Regions from separate parts of the Rattus norvegicus genome. Here regions 1 and 2 are each linked to region 3. Evidence: chromatin contacts called from public Hi-C data. All regions are on one chromosome and are shown on one strand. Each heading gives the region's core, a stretch centred on a gene start, on an enhancer-like site or on the middle of the called end of the contact. The rest is flanking DNA. Distances are from core to core; before and after follow the strand shown. Region 1 holds the start of Stt3a (STT3 oligosaccharyltransferase complex catalytic subunit A). Region 2 holds the start of Ei24 (EI24, autophagy associated transmembrane protein). Region 3 overlaps Fez1 (fasciculation and elongation protein zeta 1).

What was found. Hi-C and Micro-C count contacts between places; a contact is called where the count stands out from the background.
Region 1: a Hi-C map of Schwann cells shows a contact between it and region 3, with 4 times the contacts expected there. The contact joins the promoter of Stt3a here to the enhancer-like site in region 3. A contact is called at or near these places in 5 of 12 Hi-C or Micro-C datasets (the A7r5 cell line, Schwann cells, kidney and 2 more) and 1 of 1 datasets of contacts at active chromatin or transcription factors (oligodendrocytes).
Region 2: a Hi-C map of liver shows a contact between it and region 3, with 2.5 times the contacts expected there. The contact joins the promoter of Ei24 here to the enhancer-like site in region 3. A contact is called at or near these places in 3 of 12 Hi-C or Micro-C datasets (Schwann cells, liver and prefrontal cortex) and 1 of 1 datasets of contacts at active chromatin or transcription factors (oligodendrocytes).

The regions. Positions count from the first base shown.
Region 1 is chr8:44,669,785-44,673,637 of GRCr8, forward strand. Stt3a (STT3 oligosaccharyltransferase complex catalytic subunit A) reads right to left here and starts at 2,176. Exons shown (of 18, transcript NM_001134749.2): 1 at 2,117-2,176.
Region 2 is chr8:44,698,002-44,701,945 of GRCr8, forward strand. It overlaps Ei24 (EI24, autophagy associated transmembrane protein), which reads right to left and starts at 1,370. Exons shown (of 12, transcript NM_001025660.1): 1 at 1,319-1,370.
Region 3 is chr8:44,763,152-44,766,807 of GRCr8, forward strand. It overlaps Fez1 (fasciculation and elongation protein zeta 1), which reads left to right. Exons shown (of 10, transcript NM_031066.1): 5 at 57-225. Among named protein-coding and RNA genes, the nearest start is that of Fez1, 32 kb to the left of the region's middle. Within about 2 kb of position 2,235, at least 46 of the 93 cell types and tissues checked have an H3K27ac peak or open chromatin away from gene starts, as enhancers often do. A contact at or near this core is called in Schwann cells, where this site is marked.

The DNA.
Region 1 (3,853 bases), core at 926-3,425, 93 kb before region 3:
ACAGCATATTCCAGGCCAGTCACAGTTACCTAGTAACCTAGTTATATTGCCTTCCCTGCCAAAAATAAAAGACCAAAAAGAGTAATCAAAAACATACCACTGAACACATGTCTCTAATCCCAGCTACTCGGGAGACTAAGGCAGGAGAATCAAAGGCTGCAGACCAGACTAGCCAATTTAGTGAGAGTCTGTCTCAAAATAAAATTCCTTGAAAGGGCTGCCCATGTAATTCGACCACAGAGCATTTGCCTAAGAGGCAACAAGGCTCTGGTTTCCATCTTCAGTACTACAAAAAGAAATAACTATTCCACTCACAATTCTGTTTCCTACTTGCACATCTACTAAGTACAGCTGGCAAAAGTATGACAGAAGAATCGGACAGAAACAGACGGGGAGGGGGAAGGGTAGAAGAAAGGATGTGGAAATGCAAATATGGAAGACCAAACAAAGGCACTTGTTAAAGGGGGAAAAGAAAGCAATCACGGAAATGGATGACTGGGCAAGGGAGGAGACCAGACAAGCCAGGTATACTAGCCATGTCTAGATTCCCACCACTTGGTGACACTGAGGAAGGAGGGTCATTGTACTGTTGAGTTCCGCATGGATATACAGAGTTAAGTTCTAGGTCAGCTTGAGTTAATGTGAGACCTTGCCACATTAGTTTAGGGGTTGGGGCTGAGGGTGGGAGTAAAGAGAAGGGGGTAATTTGGGGAGGGAAGGACGTAGGGAGGGAGGGAAGTGAAAGTAGAAATTTAGAAATCATGGCTGATTGGACATAATTCTCAGTCCTAAGTCTAAGCCTCAACTGGTTACAAGCTTCTTTCTGTTCCAAATCCCAGTGTGCATGCTCCCTGGCCATCTAAAAAACAGGTGATCACTAATGCAAAGTGCAATCCATGCACTAAAGAGAAACACACTCAGGCCGCTACATACTTATTTTTGCAATTCATACTGTAACTACTGCTCAGGTCTATTTCCCTGTAACAGACGCTGATGAATTAAACAACACATTCAATGACCCAGAACGCCAGATAAAAATCTAGAGCGAGGGGGGGAAAAAAAAAAAAACAAATTGTTGGGATGGATGATAGTAACAGAAGCAATCTGCAGACAGTTCAGAATTGTAATTAGTTATTGACCAGAGGTGTGTTAAGGACTAAGGAACAAAGAATACAGCAACAGAGAAAATGTGGCACCATTCAAAACTATGCAGGGCGTGGGGCTCCACTATCTTGTTCTCTTCTTTCCAGGATTGGGGGGGAGGGGAATGCTGGAAAAGGATAACACTGAATAAAATGGAAACACGAAGAGTCACACTTCGAAGTCTAGCATCTCTCCTTTAATTAACTATAGCAAAAGAGCAGTTTGGGCTGGTGTGTTTAATTATAATTCCAAAGGGAAGACTTATCACGCACTAATTCCGGGAAGTGAACAACTCAGTCCCATCTCTTGGGTTTGTAGTTGTTCTCCGGAGATAGGTGACACTAAACACCACCGAGCTGATATGATCCATACACCTGAAGAGTAAGCAAAGGCAGGGCGAATGCTAAAACCTAGGCTTGAAAACTGAGTAAAGGCAGCTAGCTACTAGTAATTTAAAGCTGAATAGTGCAAGTTTTCATCCCGTTCTTGGTAATCTGCACACACCGACAGGGTACAGAAAGAGAAAAGAAGCTTTTCTTATCGGCTCCTCATCTCTCTGCTTCTCAGCTGTCTGCAAGCCTTTACACCCTAACAACCCCAGCTCTAAATTCTAGGGCTGCAGCCTCGGTGGTTTTCCCAACTCTTTTCCACGTCCTCTGGCGCACCCTCACTGACCCCGACCCCACCACCTCAACACACTCTGCGTGGCCCTTCCAAGCTAGTGCCAAGATCCTGTGTCCCACGCCCTCATGGCCAGAGTGCATTGCTCTACCAAGATCCTTCCTCCGATCGTCCAGTGTCCCAGTGCCTAGACCTCCACACCTCACACCCCACGCCCCCTCCTCCGCCAGGCCGCAAGCAGGGCTCGGCTCCCCACTTTTACAGGCCAGCCTCCAGCACCTCGTTCAAGCCCGCCAACACCCAGCGCAGCACCTGCCGCTAACCCCCTATCGCTACCCAAGAGCCTTCTCACCCCACGGATGCTCCTCCGGAACCCACTCTGCTCCCCCTGCCATCCGTTCAGCGGCGCACCCAACCCTGACAGTAGCCAAGGCCCGCCTCCCTGCCCACTCCGCATTGGCTGGCCTCGGTCAATGACCACTTCAGGGGACCGACAGGATAACGGTTCTGTCTGTCATTTCGAGGGCGTGGAACAAGTCTAGATTCCTCCTTTTGAGTGGACAATGTAGCTATCATTCAACCCATTGAGAGGCGTGACCACGAGTTCCCACCGAGCTGTGATAGGCCAACGCGGGGGAGGGAAACCCGCGGAGAGAGCGTGCTCTGAACAGTTTGGTTGAGAGCCGAGAAGTGACGTGTCGGTCTGCAGACCAGGAAGAAACCGTGATGGGAAGGAGTGGACACTGTACCCCGGTCACATGAGCAGAAGCGGAAATACGTAGAGAAAGCGGAGGTCGGTCGCCCACCTCCGGAAAAGTTGGACTGCAGATCCCCTTGTTCTTTAAGGTAGAAATGGTTGTTTACCCAGTAAACGGTGGAAGAAGAGAAGACGTGTTATGAAAACTTCTCAGCCTCCATGGTTCACACGGACCCACCTTGTGTAAGATGTGTCAACTAATGAGCCCAAGAATTGTTTCTAACTCTGTTTCAAATAGCTTCGATAAAGGGACTCCTGACAAATTTCACCGAAGCATTTCGCTTTCTTCAGGTCTGGCTTTGTGAAAGTGCCCAGAGGGCCTAAAATGCTGTCAGAACCGCCCGTGTTGGGCTGAGCCAGCAATGGCCTGCAGAAATTATCCCAAGGCCCGGAGCGGCTAGCTCTCTGCACTCAGGAGGCAGCCTTGCTTTTTCAGTTTGGCCCTTTGCCAGTCCTCTGTGAGGGTGACCTTTCTCCTCCCTGACCCTCCGAAAACGTTACTGAGAGCAGTCACAGGGCAGGCTTCAGCTGCCAAAGGCAATCTTTCAGATATAAACATATACATATACACGGATGTACGTATTCCAGCATATATTCGAACGCTTCGATGTCTTGCAAGCCTCAAACCAAAGACTACGCTAAAGATTAGACCATCCAGTACCAGTGACGCTGGCTTCTCTTTAACTCCCCCATGAAAAGAACCACCAACTATTGAAATCAGTACTTTGCAAATAATGTATTTCCTCAAAATTCCTCAGGACCAATTTTTACACCAGGACCTAACTCAATAGCTCTCCTCTTTTGTTTTTATAGTATATATTCCATGTCGTTTTTCTTTTAGCAAGAATAACGGTAGAGCACACACTTGTGATGCCAGCGCTCCCAGAAGCTGAGGCAGGAAGAGCTAATTCCAGGCATCTTGATCTGATAGAGATATGCATAAGGACTTTACATACGTTCAAACTCCTGTGGCTTCACAACATAGCTTAATTTCTTAAATAGAAAAATTAATTCTCACAGTTCTAGAGTCTGGGAAACAAAAGATTACAGTGCCTAAATCTGGCCAAGACTTTTACCACGTATGGTAATACCATACCATTGTATGGTAAAAGGTTACATCAGATTGTTTTATTTTTGACCAGAGAGAGAGAGAGAGAGAGAGAGAGAGAGAGAGAGAGAGAGAGAGACTAGGGGTAAGGACATTTGCCCCTTACAATCTACAATCTTGAGTTTGATTCCCCAGAACCCACCTAAAGATAGCAGAAGAGAACTGACCCCACAAAGTTTTCCACAACTCTGCTGTGGCAAATAGATAGATAGATAGATAGATAG
Region 2 (3,944 bases), core at 120-2,619, 66 kb before region 3:
ACAAACAGCCTCAAGAAGTTTCAATCATGTGTACAGATGGAGCCAATGCTCTAAGTGTGGAGACTAGTAAATGTCTAATGATGGGCGGGCAAGACACTAGGGTTGCGGTGAAGACTATCATAGGTGCACCCTCGTAAGCAACAGCTTGCTCACCTACAAATAAAGGGCGGTATATTAAAATTCTTCACAGGATAGAGGACAACAGAATAAACAAAGCTGAAAACTCTGGATAAATGTAATCCCCTTGAAGAACACACCCAACTTGAGTGAGGAAATTCACTACTCTAGATTTCTCCCAGAGCCCAGACAGGGAGCTTCAGACATCTGTCATAGCCCAGAACCACTGTTATTTGACTCCTTGGCAGATTAATACCCGGCTTCTGCATGTACCAACTAACAAAGTCCCTTCTGACCAAATAGAGCCGTGGAATTAAAGGCCATTATACCGTGGGCCTAACAGCTTTCTTATGGTAGTAAACGTTTGGTATGAATTGCCCTGTCTAACAAACTGCCGAGACATGCAGAAAAACTGCCACAATTTGAGACCACACACTGAGTGACACAAAGGGCTCTTACAACAGAGAAAATCAGGATGCATCATCTGGTTCCCGATATTTTACATATAAACGGCCTGTCAACAGTGACTGAAAGCTAATTACAACCAACTTTGGAACTTCAGTCTTGGAAACCGAGTCTCGACTTTTTTGCTTCAGCTTTGCAACGAGAATTTTTGTTTAATCCAAGCATCCCATGAACAAATCACCTTCCTTAAACCTTGAGACACTGCTGGCCAATAAATTTGACAGTCGTTAAGATTAAGCATCTACTGAGACGTACTCCTGCACTTTCATTTCGAAGCCACCAGACCCAACAAGTCCCGGAAGGCAGGAAGCCTTCATACTCCAGGTAGAAAAAAGGTAAACACCCTAGCGCATCACCCGGACACAGGCTGCCTCCTGAGCAACGTGGGGTGCTCGGCCCCTTCTCTCCCGCTGCGTCAGGGCAATTGGGATGAGACCCCGTCTTTCTCCCCACCCACTCCCGCGTACAAGGTGCGGACCACGCTCACTGAGGGTCACCGGAGCTAAAGATAGCCTCTCCGCACCTGGGGGGAGAGAGCCTGAGCCCCGCGCGCCGCCGCCCGGCCTGCCCTTGCCACCCTTCGCGTCCCGGGCCCTTCGGGGGCCGGGGTCCTTGCCGCAGCCCCTTCCAGAATCTCAGGAACTAGCTCCGGCCTGCTAGCTCTCGATGGGCCCTGCCACCCAGGCTCCGACTTGCAAGCGGCTCGAGCCCACTGCCCGCCGCGGCCTGCACGTACCCCGCCACCGACCCCCGCGGCTCCAGCCCCGGCGCTCGCCCACCGAGGTTCGGTTCGCCTGCTCCGCGCCCGGCTGCCCGCTCCGCCCCGGCGCTCGGAGAGCCGGGGCTGCGCCCACACTGGGCATGCCCGGGCCGCACGGGGCAGCTGGGAAGTCGGGCGGGCACCCTGCCGGTCGCTGGGCAGGGGCGGGGCTAGCGAGACAGGGCGGGGCCATACTGGAGAGGCGTGGCCCGGGAGCCTGGGAATTGTAGTTAGCTGGACCTCAGAGTCCAGGCTCATTCTGGGTATCCAGGTTCAGGCTTCTAGCCCTTTGTTGCCTCCTAGTCGAACTCCTTCTCGCTGTTGGGCCATCGTTAGCCTCCTCAATCTATCTGCAAATCAGTGCTCGTCTTTCTGAAATCCTTTAAGAACAAATGATGAAAACAATAAAATAGGAATTACCTTGATAATTCGGAGGGTTTCTATAATTAAAGACTAATAAACGAGGTATGGTGATGCACACCAGTAATTCCAGCCCTTGGAAATCTGAAGAGAAGAAATGCTCCAAATTCGAGTCCTGCCTTGGCTACATAGTAAGTACCAAGCTAGGTAGAGCTATATAACACACTGATTCAAAAAAACAAAAACAAAAAACTCAATAATAGAGCAATTGGTTATCAGTAATTGGACATGCACAAAGTCCTGGCTTCAAGTCCCAGCATCATACTATCTAGGGCATGATGGGATAATCTCAGCACTTGGGATTTGGAGACAAGAGGAACAGAAGTTTGAGTGATTCGGAATATAAGTCATCGACCACTTAGGCTGTATTTAGTGTGGGTTCTAATGATGGAATGGCTGCGATAAAAACTACGTAGAGATTACTGTTTCCATTGCCTTCCCCACTGGTTCAGTTCTAGCCTTTTCTTGTCATGAAACTATAGGAAAGCCCACTTTCACCTTTACCGTTTTCGGGTTTCTCCTTTAATTCTAAGAAATTAAACTAAGAATAAGCCAACTATAAGAAAAGCAGACAAGTTCTCGAATGAGTTGATAGTGACTGACATATAAACCCTGGGAAGGGAATGAATAAGGTTGGACATGTGCATTAAGGTTTTCTTCTCTCTCTCTCTCTCTCTCTCTCTCTCTCTCTCTCTCTCTCTCTCTTTTTTGCAGGGGGTGGGAGGAGGCTGGAGACAGTGCTTCACTGTGTAGCCCTGGCTGTCCTGGAACTCACTCTGTAGACCACGCTGGCCTTGAACTCAAGAGATCTGCCTGCCTCTGCCTCCCAAGTGTTGGGATTAAAGGCATGCACCACTAGTTTAGTCAGGGGTTTCCAGAGGAACCGAACTTACATAATGAATATATGTGCGGTTTATTAGAATGACTTACAGGCTGTGGTCCAACTAATCTAACAATGGTTACCTGTGAATGGAAGGTCCGAGAGTCCAACAGTTGTTCACTTCACAAGGCTGGATGTCACAGCTGGTCTTCAGCATACACTGGAATCCCAAAGAAGTAGGCTCTAATGCCAGCGGAGGAATGGACTTGCCGTGAGAGCAAGGGCAGGAGCTTCCTTCATTCATGCTCTTTATATTAAAAATGGATCTTTCCACTTCAAAAATCTGGAGTCATCCCAGCTGGGTGTGGTGGCTTACTCTTCTGGTCCTAGCACAGGGAGGGCTGAGGATTAAGATCAAGGGCAACTAAGACTTAATGGAGAAACCCTGTCTTGAAAATCCAAACTAGCTGTGTAGACCAGCTGCCCTTGAATTTAGAGGTTCACCTGCCTCTGCTTCCCAATGCTGGCACTAAAGGAGTGTGCCACCAGGTCCCAGCCCAAATGTTTCTAAACTACATTGTGCAAAGAATGGCAACTGTAGAGAAGTGATGGAACTGAAGGGAAACCACGTGTTTAGTAAGGTTTGTTTTGTACACAGCCTATTGGTAATACTAGACATGTATACTGGGCAAGTGCCTTATCATTGCGCTAAATTCCCATCCCCTTCGAATTCCTATTCAAATTACTTTCCTTATGGTTATAAAGCAGCAACCCCCTCCTTTTTAGAAGGAAAGGAGAGGATAATGGCTTGGTAGTGTAGCTCAGTGGTAGAGACCTGACTAGCGTTCCTCTGGCCCCACCTTTAAGAGAACTTTCATGCGGCCTTTGTTTCACTTTGACGTGTTCTTAGCTCACAATAAGCCTTATATAAAAATGGCATCATTTAGGGTGGCCATTTGCTTACTCTGTGAACTACTCTGCCTCTTCTAGAAATCTTTTCTTCCCCAATTCCAACCTTGTCTATTACTCTTCACTTTTTCCTCCTCCTATTTCCCTTTGCTTAGGGCTGCTCCTGGCGAGGACAACTACAGGATCAAATGTTTATTATTATAAGCCGTTAGTTCATTCAGCCTCCTATGTGGAAAGAACCTGAGGCCCAGATGTCAAAGTCAATGGCAAAACAAATACCCAGACCTCTCGGGTGTGGTATCAGTGAGGTGGCTATTGCTACAATATAACGTCATGTCCAAAAGCAACTTGAAGAGGAATGTATCTGGCTTACATTTTTACATCACATTCTGTCAGTGAGTTAAAGTCAGAACAGGAACTCGAGGCAGGAACTTGAACACTGCTTACTGACTT
Region 3 (3,656 bases), core at 985-3,484:
TCGAATGAACTGGAACACCCCTCCAGGAAGGAACAGAGTTTGTGCTTTATCCTTAGGTGATTGAGGAGATCGAAGAAATGATGCAGAACTCCCCAGATCCTGAGGAGGAAGTGGAGGTGCTGGAAGAGGAGGATGGAGGAGAAATCTCGTCTCAGGCAGATTCAGTCCTGCTACAAGAGATGCAGGCCCTGACGCAGACCTTCAACAACAACTGGTCCTATGAAGGTGAGGGCCCCTGGGCCAGGTTCACTGAGGACCAAATGATTCCTTAGTTTCAGGTGCTGGGTTTATTTTGTTGTGTTTTGTTTTTTGTTTGTTTGTTTTAGACGGTCTCACTGTGAAGTCCTGACCAGTCTGGGACTCACTGTGTAGACCAGGCTGGCCTTCACCTCACAGAGATCTGCCTGCCTGAGATTATAAAAGATTGTGCCACCATGACTGTGCCCTGCCCAAATACTGTTTGCATATGGCTATCAGAACTTGATCTCCACTCTAAAACAGAGGTTTGCCAATCCAGGAGAAAGGCAATACCTTCCTAATTTGGCATCTGAAGAAAAGTCAGCATTTTTTCAGGTGGAAAAAAAAAAGGTAGAATAAAATTTAAGTGCTAAAGCTAACCAAACAAGACTAAAGGACTGAACCATTGCCCAAATTCAATCAGTGGTGCTACCATCAAACCAATGGGGAGATATATATGTCCATATTTGGTAGGACAGGGGCTGTAGCTCAGTGACAGAGCATTTGCCTTGCATTCATGATAACATAGTATCATAGGTACAGGCTCCAGTATCCTCTGTGTGTGTGTGTGTGTGTGTACATGTGTGTGTACACATGTGTGTGTTGTACACATGTGTGTATGTGTGTGTCTGTGCCTGTGCCTGTGTGTGTGTGTGTGTGTGTGAGAGAGAGAATGAGAGAGAGAGAGAGAGAGAGAGAGAGAGAGAGAGAGAATAAGAGCTATCAGTCTTAGTGTTCTCTATGTACTACCCTCAAACCAACTTCACACCATGCCCCCCAGACTGAGCTGTGTTCTGGAGGTTAAGTGACTTATCCAAGGCCACAGTTGGAGAGATAGAGTTACAAACGCAATCTCCTTGCCATTCAGAAAATCCTTTCCACAAAAGTATGGGTGCGGGGCATTTTTATTACCGAGTAAGCATTAAATGAGAACAGGCTACATATCACAGGCAGATATGAAGGACAGCAAAGACTGAGGGAAATTGTACTCTTGTTATAACTAAGCAGATGAACCCATTAACGTAAGTAGGTTTTGCAATTTGGAGTCAGGTGGCTGAGTTAGGCCATTGTGCTTCAAGAACAGTGGGAGATTAGGTCTTATCTTCCTTTACGATTACATTTCGAAGCAATGGCTCTCAGATCCCTGAAGAAATCTTTCCTGAACTGTGGAGATGGGAGTGGGCTTATTTAGCCATTAAAAATTAAATATATTTTTGAAAAGTACAAACAGAAACTCTAAGAGAAAAGGGATATGAAGAGGAAAATTCTCTCTCTGTCTCTCTGTCTCTCTCTGTCTCTCTCTCTGTCTCCCTCTCTCTGTGTCTCTCTCTCTGTCTCTGTCTCTGTCTGTCTCTCTCTCCCCTCTGCATGCTCGTGCGTGTGTGTGTGTGTGTGTGTGTGTGTGTGTGTGTGTGTGTATTTAGGACAGGGCCTCATGCTACTGTGTACTGTCATGGTAGCATACACTCTAACACTGAGCTACACCCTCAGCCTTCTTCCTTTTTCTTTCAGTGTGGAGAGTGAAGATGTCTCCTTTCCAATTTGCACTTTTCCTATACATTATCAGGACAGTGCAGATAGCACTTGAAACCAGGGAAATTAACTCCAGAGTCCAGTCTTTTAATGCCTGTCTCACATTACCTCTCTAACACATATTTATAGTAATGGCTACACAAAGGATGGGCTGGACGAAGCGTGAAATGAAAATGTAATAAAAAATCAGCAGGTGTCTCAGGGATGCTTATGTGCATGCTGCCCTGCAGGAGGAAGCCTGCTCTTGCAGAGATGTTACTGTGACGTAAGGTGGATAGTGGGGCTGAAGCAGAAGGTGTGCTTGTCAGGGTGCCTCGGTCCAAATTTCATGTGGAGGTGGCAAAAGCTGAGACAAAGTCAAGCACAGCATCCTGAAAGCAGAACTGCCTGGCTCTGAGGAGATGAGGCAGGCAAGGCTGTGCCACCACAAGAAGCCAATGGGATGATGGAGTGGGTTTGGCTGCCTAGCTGTATTCACCACCCGCCCAGTCAGGCCATTCTCAGGCACACAAAGGGCCCAAACATAGAAGCACTCAGCAAAGCAAAGTGAAATGGCAAAAACCAGAAGGAGGAGGACAGCCTCAAAGAGCAAAACAAAGCAGGAAGAGCCAACTGAGTCATCAGATACCCAGGCTAAGCAGAAAGGCGGAGGGAGAGTGAGCACAGAGGAGAAATCGAAGGTGCTCCCTAAGTACTTGTTAATATGCTTAATTGGCATGTGGCAAATTTATGTGTTTATGGGATACTGGGTCATTTGAAACCTTGTAAACAATGTAATGAATATATTCAGGTGACTGGCTCCTAATATAAAGTCATTTCTTCCTGGTGGGATCTCTCTCTCTCTCTCTCTCTCTCTCTCTCTCTCTCTCTCTCTCTCTCTCTCTCTGTGTGTGTGTGTGTGTGTGTGTGTGTCTGTGTCTGTGTCTGTGTCTGTGTCTGTGTCTGTGTCTGTGTGTCTGCATTGCTAGTGGTTACATCCAGGGCTTCTTCCTTGCTAAGAAAATGCTCTGCCACTGACTGCATTCTCAGACACGTGTCAAGAAGATTTACAGTCCCTTCTGCTCACTAGATGTGGTAGCACTTACCTACCAGCATTCAGGAGTCAGGGGTAGGAGAAGAGAGAGCTAGAGGCTATCCTTGGCCACATATTGAGACCTTGTCTCAGAAAAAAAATAGCAAGAGTTGGAAAGATGACTCAACATTTAAGAGCACTGGCTGATCTTGCAAAGGACGTAATTTCAATTCCCAGCACCCACATGGCTACTTATGGTTACCATTTATAACTCCAGTTCCAAGGGATCTGATGCCCTCTTCTGGCCTCTATGGGTACCATTTACAAACAAGTACAAGGTACACAGACATACATGTAGGTAAAACATGCATACATGCTTTAAAAAAATGTTCTCGGGGTTGGGGATTTAGCTCAGTGGTAGGGCGCTTGCCTAGGAAGCTCAAGGCCCTGGGTTCGGTCCCCAGCTCCGAAAAAAAGAACCAAAAAAAAATGTTCTCTATTGCTTCCTTTTTTCTTCCTTCCTTCCTTCCTTCCTTCCTTCCTTCCGAAGGCAATACTTACTATGTAGATGTGGCTGTTCTGAAATTCTCTAATATAAACCACAATATCTTTGAACCTGCAGAGCTTAACTTGCCTCTGCCACCCAAGTACTAGCATTAAAGGCATGTGCTACCATGCCTGACTCTCCTACCCCTTTTGAAATAATTAATTGATGATGATCTAAATCTATTATACACCACACAGCCCTAAGAGACAAAACGTTAAAGGAACCCATGTCTATAAACTCCGGTTCCCTTTATTTGTCTCAGGAAGTAACCTGCTGGTGGACAAGGCTTCATTCTTCAATGCCTTTCCTAGTCTTCCCTGGGACTCC